Regions from separate parts of the Mus musculus genome. Here all the other regions are linked to region 3. A link is a contact called in public HiChIP or PLAC-seq data. All regions are on one chromosome and are shown on one strand. Each heading gives the region's core, a stretch centred on a gene start, on an enhancer-like site or on the middle of the called end of the contact. The rest is flanking DNA. Distances are from core to core; before and after follow the strand shown. Region 1 holds the start of Tomm40l (translocase of outer mitochondrial membrane 40-like). Region 2 holds the start of Adamts4 (a disintegrin-like and metallopeptidase (reprolysin type) with thrombospondin type 1 motif, 4). Region 3 has its middle 6.8 kb from the start of n-TGgcc14.

Evidence for each region. HiChIP or PLAC-seq counts read pairs in DNA pulled down with a chosen protein or histone mark.
Region 1: a contact with region 3 is called in an H3K4me3 HiChIP or PLAC-seq map of embryonic stem cells, with 26 read pairs. The contact joins the promoter of Tomm40l here to the enhancer-like site in region 3. A contact is called at or near these places in 10 of 39 promoter capture datasets (the C10 cell line, the HPC-7 cell line, cranial neural crest and 7 more), 3 of 15 datasets of contacts at CTCF or cohesin (CD8 T cells, the NIH/3T3 cell line and embryonic stem cells), 3 of 484 Hi-C or Micro-C datasets (Th1 cells, bone marrow-derived macrophages and embryonic stem cells), 21 of 115 datasets of contacts at active chromatin or transcription factors (the HPC-7 cell line, the SCID.adh cell line, bone marrow-derived macrophages and 14 more) and 3 of 9 other capture datasets (adipose tissue, liver and pancreatic islet).
Region 2: an H3K4me3 HiChIP or PLAC-seq map of embryonic stem cells shows a contact between it and region 3, with 16 read pairs. The contact joins the promoter of Adamts4 here to the enhancer-like site in region 3. A contact is called at or near these places in 9 of 39 promoter capture datasets (the C10 cell line, the HPC-7 cell line, cranial neural crest and 6 more), 3 of 15 datasets of contacts at CTCF or cohesin (CD8 T cells, the NIH/3T3 cell line and embryonic stem cells), 4 of 484 Hi-C or Micro-C datasets (B cells, CD8 T cells, bone marrow-derived macrophages and 1 more), 26 of 115 datasets of contacts at active chromatin or transcription factors (the 230-238 cell line, the HPC-7 cell line, the SCID.adh cell line and 19 more) and 3 of 9 other capture datasets (adipose tissue, liver and pancreatic islet).

Annotation. Positions count from the first base shown.
Region 1 is chr1:171,220,279-171,224,841 of GRCm38.p6, forward strand. It overlaps Tomm40l (translocase of outer mitochondrial membrane 40-like), which reads right to left and starts at 2,236. Exons shown (of 10, transcript NM_001037170.2): 1 at 2,097-2,236; 2 at 1,626-1,875; 3 at 1,294-1,361; 4 at 890-982; 5 at 527-628; 6 at 269-374; 7 at 23-145. The coding sequence starts at 1,740. It also overlaps a transcript of Apoa2 not described here.
Region 2 is chr1:171,248,428-171,252,877 of GRCm38.p6, forward strand. It overlaps Adamts4 (a disintegrin-like and metallopeptidase (reprolysin type) with thrombospondin type 1 motif, 4), which reads left to right and starts at 1,702. Exons shown (of 9, transcript NM_172845.3): 1 at 1,702-3,042; 2 at 4,110-4,433. The coding sequence starts at 2,422. It also overlaps a transcript of Ndufs2 not described here.
Region 3 is chr1:171,086,662-171,090,720 of GRCm38.p6, forward strand. No RefSeq gene overlaps it. Among named protein-coding and RNA genes, the nearest start is that of n-TGgcc14, 6.8 kb to the left of the region's middle. Within about 2 kb of position 1,705, at least 16 of the 459 cell types and tissues checked have an H3K27ac peak or open chromatin away from gene starts, as enhancers often do. A contact at or near this core is called in the HPC-7 cell line, the SCID.adh cell line, differentiating embryonic stem cells and 2 more, where this site is marked.

The DNA of each region.
Region 1 (4,563 bases), core at 986-3,485, 130 kb after region 3:
CATCATTCACTTGATCTCGTACCTGAGTACTTCCCAGCCAGAGTCAAGATGGCCCCCTCTTCTCCTGGCCGCCGGTGATAAACTAGCTCTCCTCCTAGCACAAGCCGATGGGTGATGCTCTGCAGGAAGTGAGCAACCATGATCACTGTCAGGGAGAGAGGATGCAAGAGTCAGGGAGTCAGGTTTAGTTTCTTACCATCTGGTCATTCCCACCCTAGCCTAGCCAAAAAGGTCCCCCCACCCCCAGAACTCCGTCCCAGTTCCCCACCTGATTCCCCAATCAGATCCGGATTTCCCAGGGTCAGAGTGGCTGTGTAGTCATCTCCCCGATACTCGCCATCAAACTGCCATGTCAGGAACTTGGCCTGCTGTGTCTGGGTGGGGAGAGTAACAAATAAAATACCCTTCTCTCTGTTTATATTCAGTATTGCCTCTGCTCCTCCTCCCCCTGCGTCCCCCAAGGCAGGATACCCATGGAGGAGAAAGAGAGGTGCCTCGGTGGATGGAGGCAGGAACTGTGGGTCACCTGGAAGACAGCCTTAGCTCGCAGCCGTTCTGCCAACAGAAGCAAGACCTGGGCGTTGAGACTGCCACTGCTGTCCATATCCCCCACCACAGTGGGGAACACCTGTTAGGGAGCGTAGACAGGAAGGCTGAGATGGGTAGGTAGCTCTATCCATTGGCACATGAACAGGAAGGGATTTCAGTAACATCTCACAGTGCCCCCTGGTGGACGCCAAAGACAAACTCGGGCAGCTTTGCACAGGACTAGCTCGCGTTCAGAAGAGGCACTGAGAACATAGTTGCTGATCACACACATTTCCAAATTCTCAAGACCTACGTCCATGTGCGTTTTACACAGTTGACGCGAGTGTGGGGGAGCCCTCACCTCTGTGGGGCTAAGCTGCCAGTCCCCTGCATAGGCGGTATGGAGGTGGTACCCTGGCAAGCCCAGGGCACTCATGTGCACAGTATGAGCCACCTGAGGAAAGAGGAGACAACGGAGAACAGAGCATTCTATTTCGTTTCAATCCCGTCTCCCACCCTTGACCTTTTTTTCCATCCAGAGGGGGCTTTTTAAAACCTCAACTATTCCAACGCATGCAGAGGGCCACTGGACTTTAAGCAACAAGTCCCACATCTTGTTGCTTAAAGGCATTGGGGGGGGAGGACCCCACACTTCCCCTCATTTGTCCCACATAGCCTAGCCAAGACAGGACTAATAGGTGTAAAGAGGATCCAGAGACAAGCAGGGAGGAGGGGGGTAAGTAGGGGCCAGACCAGTGGGAGCACCTGGAAATGGCTGCTCAGAACCTTGTTGACAACCAGCTTCACGCCTTCCATCTGTGCTGGGAATACATCTGAAGGGAAGGAACATGCACAGATAAGGACCCCTAACTACATAGACGGACTCCCCTTTCAATTGCATATGAAGCACTGGAGGAAATGACCTCCTTTCAAATCCTGCAACAAAACGCTCTGCTTTGAACATCTGGTCCTTTTTGACTGCCGGATGCTCCAGCTGTGATCTCCCCTCGCTGTTCACATCACTGGACATCAGCATTCAGGACCCTCCCCTTCTCTATGACCCTTCATCCTGAGACACCCAAAAGCTGCGGTCTCACCTTTGCACAACCGGTGCAGCTCGTCGAAGCTCCCGGGGTTGGGCAGCGGTTCCTCTCGACGGTGGCTCCGGCGGGGTAAAGTACCCATCGGTGCCAGGCCCAGGGTGTTCCCCATTTTAATCCAGAGGACAGGGAGGGGTTGGGGTTAGCCTGGGGATAAAATCTATTGCTCCCTCTATCCCCCACGGGCTCCACCCCCCATCATCGGGCTCCCCAGTTTCAGAAACTTCCATATGGTTCAATGCTAGACCTGCAATAAGGAACAGTAGGGGGAGAGAACACCGATGCTAAAGTTGAATCCCGGGCACACTCCCGCCCCATCGTTGATCCCTCACCCCCACCTGTCACCCCCGTCTGCTCTCCCATTATCTAGTCTTAACTACTACCGCAGGCTTCCGCTGACTTTCTAGTTTCTCTGTTCTTCATTCCCACGTCCCAAGGGTCTGCCCGCAATGGAACACTAGCCCTTACCATCTCAGACCATCCTGCAGCCTCTTTCCCCCTAGGCACACCCGGTCATCTTGATGGGGGCAGCCATCTTGAGTAATGGCAGAACTGCAGCTTCACCCTGTATTCCAAGCATGTCCGTAGGCGCCATCTTGGAAATGGGCAAAGGAAGCGCCCAAAGACCCAACCCACTCAATGATGAAAAAGGTGCCTCAATTTACTAGTGACCAATAGGAGAGGAGAAAACAGAAGAGTGGCAGGCCTGCAGGCCCCAGGGCTTCAGTCCGAGTGCAGTGGCGAGTGGGAGTTTGTGGGTGGCCCTTTAGACGTTAGTGGAAGGCCCCCTTTTAAGACCGCCCAACCTCCTCAAGGTCGAGATAAACTCTTGAGCATTCAAGACACTAGAGGGAGCATTTTGCCTATTAGACCAATGGAGTTCCTTAAACCGGAACGTGAGAAAAGTGAAACTATAGTTTGAAGACCTATTTTATGAATATATCACACTCAGGGGTTGTGAAGACGTGGTTCACTTTACCCTCCACCTTCCTGAAAGCCGGCTGGAGAATCCCCACAACTCTCCACTCTATACCACCTCCAAAGGACTGCTACTCACAATCCAACCCCCCAAAACAGACCTCTACCGCCCCCCGCCGTCCCCCCTTCCCCCGCTGGAATTCACAGGCCTTGCCTTCCCGGCGTGGTGGCGCAGGCGGATTTCTAAGTTCGAGGCCAGCCTGGTCTACAAAGTGAGTTCCAGGACAGCCAGGGCTATACAGAGAAACCCTGTCTCAACGACCCCCCCCCCCCAAAAAAAATGACTGTGAGAGTTCTGAGGGCGAGGAGAGAGTTGTGGGCAGAACTAGCTTCCGAAGCAGCTACCCTCTCTAGTTATTATTTACATGGAGAAAAGACAAATAAAATCTAAGAATACAACCGCAGCCTGAAGTTACGCTCCTCCCCCCAGGGCCAGGGGCAAGCAGTGATGTGACACTAGAGGTAAGTCCACAAGAGGACAACTGGAAATATGCAAGATTGCATATGCAAGGGTTGAAGAGATGGCGAAGTGGGTAAGAGCAGTGACGAGGCTGGTGAGGTGGCTCAGATGCTTCCCCAAAAGTCATAAGTTCACTTCCCAGCAATCACATAGTGGCTCACAACCATCTGTAATGGAATCTGATGTACCCTTCTGTTGTTTGCATTTATACATGCAAAGAGAGAGAGTCGTGTGTGTGTGTGTGTGTGTGTGTGTGTTTGAGAGAGAGAGAGAGAGAGAGAGAGAGAGAGAGAGAGAGAGAGAGAGAGAACTGGCTACTTTTCAAAGGATCCAGGTTCAAATCCTAGCACCCACAACTTTAATTCCAGTTCCAGAGAATCTGACACTCTTACACAGATACACGTGGAAGCAAAACACATAACTAAAATAAACAGATTTCTTGGTCTTCGGTTGCACTCTCCCTCCCTAGCTTCCACACTTCCACCCCCGTATCTCTCACTAATATTCCAGTACACACAGGGTAAGCTTGGTGGCAAAAAGGTGAGTGATAGGAATGTTTTCAGTAGCTACTGAGTTGACTCCACTGGAGAGCCCTGGGCCTAGCGAATGTACCTCTGTCCTTCCACACAGTTAGAACTGGGCCAGGGGCCAGGACCTAACTGATAAGGGGATCAAGTGTCCAGGCCCTTTGACCTTGATTTGGACAGAGCCTCTTAACTACTGAGGTTGGGAGCAGGAGGGCAGAGGCTATTTTTCTGAATTTGTTTTTTGGAGGCAGGGAGCACACATTGATGAGAACCCATAAATGGACTTGTATTTCATGATTATTTTAAAGGAATTTCATTCATGAGACCTATCAAATACAATAATTCCAATGCAGCATTTTCTCTGTGTGTCTTTTGTATGTCCGTGAGGGGTGTGTGTGTGTGTGTGTGTGTGTGTGTGTGTGTGTGTGTGTGTGTTTGTGTGTGTGGTGTTCATGCCCCCTTCCTATCTCATTACACATTAACTCAAAAAGGGACAGAGGCAGTTGTACCTGTTCTGACTTATATCTTCATAACCCCCATTCCTTTCCACCTCCTATTTCAATTCATTTCCCTTCTTCCTCTTTCTTCCTCTTTCTTTCTTTCTTTCTTTCTTTCTTTCTTTCTTTCTTTCTTTCTTTCTTTCTTTCTTTCTTTCTTTCTTCCTTTCTTCCTTTGAGACAGAATCTCTCTGTGCCGTCCTGAGACTCACTATATAGATCGGGCTGCTCTCAAGTTCACAAAGACCAATCTGCCTCTGACTCCCCGGGGCTGGGATTAAAAGCTTGTGCCACTGTGCCTTGCTCCTTTCTCCTTCTGTTCCCAAATTCCTCTCTGCCAAATTGCTATGAAGGGGTGAAGGGTTGGGGAAATGAAACTTGTCCATAATAAGGTAAAGATGACGAGGGCTAAGAGCTGCATGTTGGAGCTTTCCAGAAAAATAACTTAGAATCCTGATTACCTGATGGATACA
Region 2 (4,450 bases), core at 452-2,951, 160 kb after region 3:
CTTAGCCCTGGGGGTAGTTCAAGCAGGAACTGGGATGAGAACTCTTGGGGGGCTACCTAGGACACTGCATCTTTTGTGCCTTCTCCTTCTGCCAGCACCCCCCTCCCCACGTGCTGTAGCTGCCACTCTGTGGCCCTTTGTCTTTCACTGCTTAGTCACACTCTTTGTTCTCAGCTCAGATGGGGGGATGGAAAGGGGTAATAAGAGTATCCTGGTGACAGCTCCTCTTGCCCCTGTCCCTTCTGGTCCCTCATCCCTTGTGTGATTGACTCCTCCTGCCTCAGCCCCTCTGCTCAGGACCAGGGAGGGTCAGGGCATGTGATGGGTCAAGAGGTGAGACTGGAAATCACCAGAGGGTGGGTAGTTCAGGAAGTGATAGGCACCAGGACAGGTATTAGTGACGGGAGCAGGAAGGGAGGGGGAAGAGGAAGCATTCTGAGGAATATGATGTGGGGGACAGGAGCTGACCAGGCAGAGAATGAATAAGGGGACAGGGGCAGGGGAGGTGGGGCTTCTCTGGGAAAGGGAAGGGACTGCTGAGTGTACTCTCCTTCCTGGGGATTTCCTGGGGAAACAAGTGGCCATAGGGTGGAGTGAGCAGAAATTGCCCCGCTCCTGAATGCTTCATTTCCTTGCCTTGAGAGAGTGTGCTTTGGTTTCTTAGTCCCCCCCAGTTCTGGAAGCAGAAGAGTCATTAGTTCCCTCCTCTAACACCCACACACATACACATACTGGTCACTATCCCCATCCCAGGTTCTCTCTCTCTCTCTCTCTCTCTCTCACTCTCTCTCTCTCTCTCTGAGATGTGTGTGTGTGTGTGTGTGTGTGTGTGTGTCTCCTCCCCTCCCCCCATGGGAAATGAGGAGTCAAAGATTACTAGATATTCCAGGAACTATTGGATTTGAAAGGTGGGGTCAAGGAAGTAGCAGAGATGACTTCTGGGTGAGAGAGAGAGAGAGAGAGAGAGAGAGAGAGAGAGAGAGAGCGCAGGTCTTGTCTAGGTGAGGGTCTGGCTGACTTGAGGTAGTGGGGGTGTGCTGGGGTAGCTGGGTGTGGGTAGGAACGGGGCCAAGAGCCTGGGGGAATCTCCTGGGAGCTGAGCCAGGGAAATGGGCACTCAGGAAGTTGGGGAGGAGGAGGCCTAGGGTGGAATGGCTGTTCTATGCTTTAGACGCTGGGGTAACTCGGGGGGGGGGGGGGGGCTTCAGAGAGGGAGGGAGGGAGAGAAGGAGAATGAATGAGAACAGACCTACTCTGGATGTTCCTCCTATAAAAAGACAAGTAGTTAGCTCCTCCTTTTCTGTCTGTTTCTTTCTTGTTTCCATTCTAACAAAGTTCTAACAGCTGTCTCCTTGCCTTCCTGTGTGTACCACCTCTTCTTCTCAGTGCCTTGGTCCCATCCTCTCTTCTTTCTCTCCTAATGTTTTCTTACCTGTTCACCACTTCCTTTTAAACCCAGACAGCTTGGCTCTAACAGATTAGCCTCTGGGGTAAAGGGTAGCATAAATGACTTCCTCAAGGAAGTGAGGAAGCATAGGCTAGACCAGGCTGGATAGGAAGGACCTGAATTCTCCCAGGACAGAGTCTCATCTGTGACTGCTGTCCAGACCCTTTCCCCCAGTCCTGACCTCCCCTGGGGCTCTGTCCCACAAAAAAAAAAAAAAAAAAAAAAAAAAAAAAAAAAAAAGACCGGGAAAGAGACAGCTGAGGGCTGATGGTGGGATTTGGGAAAAAAGATGTGTCATCAGCTGGCTCAGTGCCTTAAATGCATCTGCTTGCTAGAGATTCCCTTCCCCTGGGCAAGTCCCTTCCCTCCCCCCCCCCTTCTTTTTTAAGGAAAAAAGAAAACCACTAAGGTCTTTGGGAAGCAATGATACATCCTCCATCCTTCAGAGTCCCAGTGACCAAGCTTCTGGCTGAGTGGCTTACAGATCTGCCACTCACACACAGAGGGCGGTTCTGGATGCTTAAAAGAGCTGGAGGGGAGAGAGGCTGGGGAGAACCCGGGGAAGACCCACAGATACACAGAAACGAGAGAGACAGAAGAGGAGAGAGACAGAGACAAAGAGACAGCAGCAGGAGGAGGAGGAGGAGGAGGCAAAGACAGGGCGAGCACTGAGGCAAAGCCAGACAGCTGAGCAGAGGGAGAAGCCAAGGAGTCACAGACAAAGACCTGGGACAGAAAGGCAAAGGAGGAAGTTTTGGAGCAGAAAGAACCCGTGGGCACTTTTCCTGAGCCCAGGGGCTGTTTTCTTTTTCATCTTCTCTGAAAGTCCCTAGCCCATTTAAAAACTTTGCCTCAGATTTTGGCACAAGCCCCAAAGCCCTTCTGGCTTTAACGAGGAGCCTTCCACAGTTAGGGTGTGGAGCATTTTGGTGCCGCAGATGGCCTCAATCCATCCCAGCTGCAGCCCGGGTACCATGTCCCAGATGGGCTTGCATCCCAGGAGGGGCTTGACTGGGCACTGGCTGCAAAGATTCCAACCCTGCTTGCCGCTTCACACTGTGCAGTGGCGGAGGCTGCTGCTGCTGGCCTTCCTCCTGTCCTTAGCGTGGCCCGCCAGCCCCCTCCCCCGGGAGGAGGAGATCGTGTTTCCAGAGAAGCTCAATGGCAGTAGCATCCTACCTGGATCAGGCGTTCCTGCCAGGCTGCTGTACCGATTGCCAGCCTTTGGGGAGATGTTGCTACTAGAACTAGAACAGGACCCTGGGGTGCAGGTAGAGGGTTTGACTGTACAGTACCTGGGCCAGGCACCTGAGATGCTGGGTGGGGCAGAGCCAGGTACCTACCTGACTGGCACCATCAATGGAGATCCGGAGTCGGTGGCATCTCTGCACTGGGACGGGGGAGCCCTATTAGGGGTACTGCAGTACCGTGGGGCCGAACTCCACCTCCAGCCTCTGGAAGGAGGCGCCCTTAACTCTGCTGGGGGACCGGGGGCTCACATCCTACGCCGGAAGAGTCCTGCCAGCAGCCAAGGTCCCATGTGCACCGTCAAGGCTCCTTCTGGGAGCCCGAGTCCCATTTCCCGCAGAACCAAGGTAGGCAACTCTGGAGATCATGCCCCGTGCCCGTATCATTCCTCCCGCCATGTCTGCCCTACTGACCCCTATTCACCCTCTCTCCTCCCACTTCCACTTGCAGCTTTCCAACTTCTCTCCTTCTCTCTGCCTTTCCCATCTCCACTACCCTTTCTTTGAAAAATCCTGGCTACTCCCTGCTTCGGTCCTTTGCTTTGCTCTGAGGATTCCCTGAGGTAGGTCAGATTCTCTGGGCCGGAATGACCTCTCCCCCTCTCTCCCCCGCCCCTTCCTGGCCCTGGAGTCTCCTGCTGACACAGTTCCCAGCAGTAAAGCTCTCCCAACAGCCTGTTGGCCTAGGCTCTTTTCTCTGCCCCAGTGATTTTTTACCCCCACCCCCAGCTACAGGAGTAAAATTTGAGGCCCGGGGGATTGAGTTTTTGGCTTCTGATGTTCCGTTTAAAATTGTTCTGGTAAACTGCAAACTAGGGCAGGAGGAGGCTGGCATCCCATACCTCTGGGTCAATCTTCTTCCCACACTGTGGGCTGACTGCAGGGCTGCCTGAGGCACTATCCTCCCTCCCTCCCACTCCTGGTCTCCCCCCTTCTTCTCCCCCCACCCTTCCTCTAGCTTTAATCCAGACCAGACACTCCTTCCACACCCGCCACGCTGAGATCTGGCTGTGGCCCTAGCTGCTGACTGAATTGTTCCTCCAACCACACAGTGCAGACACGTCGCCGCAGCTCAGCCTCTAGTCCTACTCCCACAAGCCCCGCCACACTTGGGGACCCTAGCGCCCCTCCTCCCTGAGTCAGTCCCAGCTGCTTTTCACCTCTGGGGCCCACTTAGCCATGAAACGTGGCAAGCCTCCTCTTCTTCCAGAACGACAGCTGATTCTTCAACATTACCACAAAAACACTGGGATTTGGGGTTAGGGGGAGGGCCCAAACCAGTCAGTCACTTCAGGAATCCTGAGGCACACGTGAGGGCCAGCTAACTCGGCTGAATTCTAGACCCCGGAATGAAGGGAGGTGAGAGAGATCTCAGGACCCTCCTCTCTCTCATTTTTTTTCTTCTTCTCCTCAAGCGCTTCGCTTCTCTGAGTAGATTCGTGGAGACACTGGTGGTAGCAGATGACAAGATGGCAGCATTCCATGGTACAGGGTTAAAGCGCTACCTGCTGACGGTTATGGCAGCTGCCGCTAAAGCCTTTAAACACCCAAGCATCCGAAACCCTGTCAACTTGGTGGTGACGCGCCTGGTGATCCTGGGGTCCGGCCAGGAAGGGCCCCAAGTGGGGCCAAGTGCCGCCCAGACCCTACGCAGCTTCTGCACCTGGCAGCGGGGCCTCAACACCCCTAACGACTCAGATCCTGACCACTTTGACACAGCCATTCTGTTCACCCGGCAGGTAAGGCCTCAGTCAGC
Region 3 (4,059 bases), core at 455-2,954:
TAATTGACAGGTGATGCATCCATGATACTCCAGATATTCACTCTACAATTCCCCCATTTAGTCCAATAAAAGGCTTCCTTTTGCTGGGCGTGGTGGTGGCACACACCTTTAATCCCAGCACTCGGGAGGCAGAGGCAACTTTCTAAAGTTGCCAAATACTATGGCCTGGACATTGTACATGTATATCATACCTTATAGTTTTCATAATTGTTATAATTATATTCAATTTATATTTGAAAGAAAAGAAGCCTTTTTGTGTTTTTTTGTTTTGTTTTTTGAGACAGGGTTTCTCTGTATAACTCTGGCTGTCCTGTAACTCACTCTGTAGAGCAGGCTGGCCTCGAACTCAGAAATCCGCCTACCTCTACCTCCGGAGTGGTAGGATTAAAGGCATGCGCCACCACTCCTGGTTTAACCTAATTTCTATTGTATTTGCATTACCATCCTAAAAACATCTTCTTAGACCTAAAATATCTTCTTAAATTCTAAACAAATTAAGCTTATAGTGATACTTTGTATCAATATTCAAAATTACCTACCAATACAATAAAATATAACCTTATTTTTGCATCAAAATACAAAGATCTCTATCAATGTAAGATTATGGCTATAAAATCTCTTTTGGTTTAAGCGTAGATTCAATAATCTACCCTATTTGTTTAGTTTCTTATATTTCTGTATCCCCCTATTTCTTACCTAACTAAGAAAGAAGGGAAGAGGGGCTGGAGTGTTGGCTCTTTGGTTAAGAGCACTGACTGCTCTTCTAAAGGTCCTGAGATCAAATCCCAGCAAGCACATGGTGGTTCACAACCATCCATAATGAAATCTGACACCCTCTTCTGGTGTATCTGAGGATAGCTACAGTGTACTTGAATATAATAAATAAATAAATAAATAAATAAATAAATAAATAAATAAATAAATCCTTAAAAAAAGAAAGAAGGGAAAAGAGAAAACGAAAGGAAAAAGAAACCCATGAATATAACCTCCCTATTTTGCCTCCTCCTTGTCCAAGACCATAATTATTTGTAACCATCCTCTAAAATGACAACATATAACTCACAAAATGACCAAAACTATCTACCCCCAACTTAAGGGACTGGGACAACAGTCTTCTGATAATTGCTTCCTGCTTAATTGGGGTGAAGAATTCCTTTTGTGGGGCCCAAGAAAATTAGAAACGTGGTTAGTCTTAAGAAAGCCAGCTGTAGCATGTGTTATTTAGTCTCTATATGTTGAGAAAGCTTGGAGTATAATTAAAGTCGTAACTGGAACAGAACAGTCTGAAAGGTTGGATCAAGCAAGCTAGCTGTTCTGAAGTTATCCCAGAAGTCGGTCTTTAGAGGAAACAGCTATGATGCCGTTGAGGCAGGATCAAGCAGGGAGCTGGAACAGCAGGGCTCAGCATCTGAGCATCTCCAGAGTGAATCCTATCAAGGCTGCCTCCTGGCCCTCCATTCTGTAGTATACAAACCTTACCAGCAACACACAGTTCTATAAAGAGATTGGTTGGAATGCACAGGTGAGCAGATCAATTAAGGATGATTTCCTGATCTTAGTGCAGGTAAAAGACAACTGCCTTTCTTCAGAAGATAGTTTGATCATATAAACAAACTGTACTATGAATCTCCATTCATGCCATATGAAAGGATGGTATGCAGTAAGTTATGAGAATTCCATAGCCTACAGGCTTTATTAGACATGCAAGCTGAAGTCCTGGCTGGGGACATTTCTTGTCTCAGGCAGTTTCAGAGCTGCCCCAAAATGGAGGGTACAGCAAAGACATTGTTTGTTTCTTTGTTTCTTTGTTTGATCTTCTTGATTTTCTCTCTTCAGCCATCTCCTCACATTTTCCCTGGCAAATCTCTCAGTGCCTGGCTCTATGTAGTCTCCCCTCCCCCAGCCTGAAACCTGCTTGCTCAGGGGTGGAGCTTCCCGCTCAATCGTTCTGCCACGCCCACTGCTGGAACCTACCGCTTTGCTGTTTGGAGCTACACACGTGGTCACCCTGCTACTGGATTCCGAGATTATTTGGCGGGAATTGGGCCCCTCCCCCTTCCTTCATAACGGAGTGCCAAAATAGTAAAAATTGAACCTTGAGCAGAGAGAGACCTTTGTCTTGGTTCCTTCCTTATCTCGCGCAGCCCAGCCCCTCTTCTCTTCCAGGTTTCCAAAATACCTTTCCAGGCTAGAACTCAGGTTGTGATCTACTGGCCAGACACAACAGCTCTATCCCAGAATTCTTTTTGCCTCCTGGATCATCCACCTTCTGTTTCCTGCTAAAGCCATGGGCTTTTTAACTGACAAATGTTGCATCTACAATAACACAAGATTTTTTTTTCCTCTATGGACTTCTTTTAGTTGTCACCAAATATAGTCCCTGGTTTTGTAAGTGTGGGCACTTCTGTTTCTGCCCCAGTTCCCAAATAATGGCATGGAATCTATATTTATTTAAGAATGCCTAGGCCTTATGCTAGGCTTGTTGCCCTCTGGCTCATAACCTAATTATCCCATTTACACTAATCTAAGTTTTGTCACGAGGCTGGTTAGTTGTCTATCATCAGTTTCATATGTCCAGCTTCCTCCCAGTCTGGGTGGCCAATCTCCCGTGCCTGACTCCTTTCCAGAGTTGTCCTCTGTCTCTGGAAGTCCCACCTTGTTACTCTGGTTTTTTGTTGTTGTTGTTGGTGGTGGTGGTTTGTTTTTTTGTTTGTTTTGTTTTTGTTTTTCTGCTATAGGCCATAGGCTTTTTATTTTAACCAATCAGAAGATGATGGAGAAGTTTCATTTTACAACCTTATGGGCTCAGGTTACTGTCCTCTGTTCAGACTGCCTTTGTTTGTTGCAAGAAATATTAAAAAGAATGAACCAGCTTGTTCCTGCACTTGTGTTAGCAACTTGGTGCCCCGGTGGCCTGGATGGCCATGCACTGGCGGGCAATGGACGATCTGTTTTCATCTCGTGGAGACTCTCTGGCCTGAAGCTCCCAAAACTTCTCCACTCAGCTTGCTAGGTTCCCACTGGCCGGTCGCTATCACTCCAGCCCCATGCTTTAAAACTTTTGTGGTGCACATCAAGCAAACCCACCATGCTTCGCCGCTGTACCTTTCTCTCTTGAACCCAGACAAGCCACTGTGTGAAGGAAGATGCAACACACACTTAGTTCAGAAACAGCAGTAACTCAATTGCTGTGCGCAACAACTAAAATCCTAACTTTGTAAACCATATTAAATCTAAATCCTCTGGTGGTGAATCCTACAGATCCGCCACTGAAGCCAGGAGACACTAGTAATTACATCTTGTCCTAAGCTATCCCTATCCAAAAAGACTTAACTCTCTCCTGCTTCCTCTCTTCCTCTGTCCAATCTGGAAGTCCTTCCTACTTGCCCAGTGATTGACTCTTTCATTTTAAGAGGATTGGTTCACAAGAAGTCACCTGAGTATGTGACTCACTCCTTGTCTACAACCCCTCCCAGGAGAGTGGAATTAGCATCAAAATACAAACAGCATCTGCTATTCACAACATTTGTTTAAACTCTTAAACTTGTCTTTACTGTTTTCCCCAATCTGTAAGATCCTTAAGGGATCTAATTGTGTAACAAAATCTGTCTACAGAGGGCAGGCAGCTTTTCTGGAGGCCCACAGTTATCTGTTTCAAATGAGTGTCAATATGTCTTAGATAGCTAAGTTAATGTTTAAAGAGAAATTATAAGTAGTGCCAATACAGTACAAAAAGGCCTCATCACTTTGATCAAGCCTTTCATCAAAAACAAAACAAAACAAAAATAGTCTGGGCAATGGTGGCTCATGCTGTTTATCCCAATGCTCTGGAAGCAGAGACATGAACATCTCTGAATTCAAGGCCAACCTGGTCTACAAAGTGAGTTCCAGGCCAGATGGCCAAAGCTACACAGACCAAGTCTGTCCCAAAAATACCCACCCCCAAAATAAAATATCACTGTTAGGATCTGGTGAGATAGCTCAGCAGTTAGAAGCACACACTGCTAATCCAGAGGACCCGAATGATATCCACAGCATCTATGTATAACTCCCACTTCA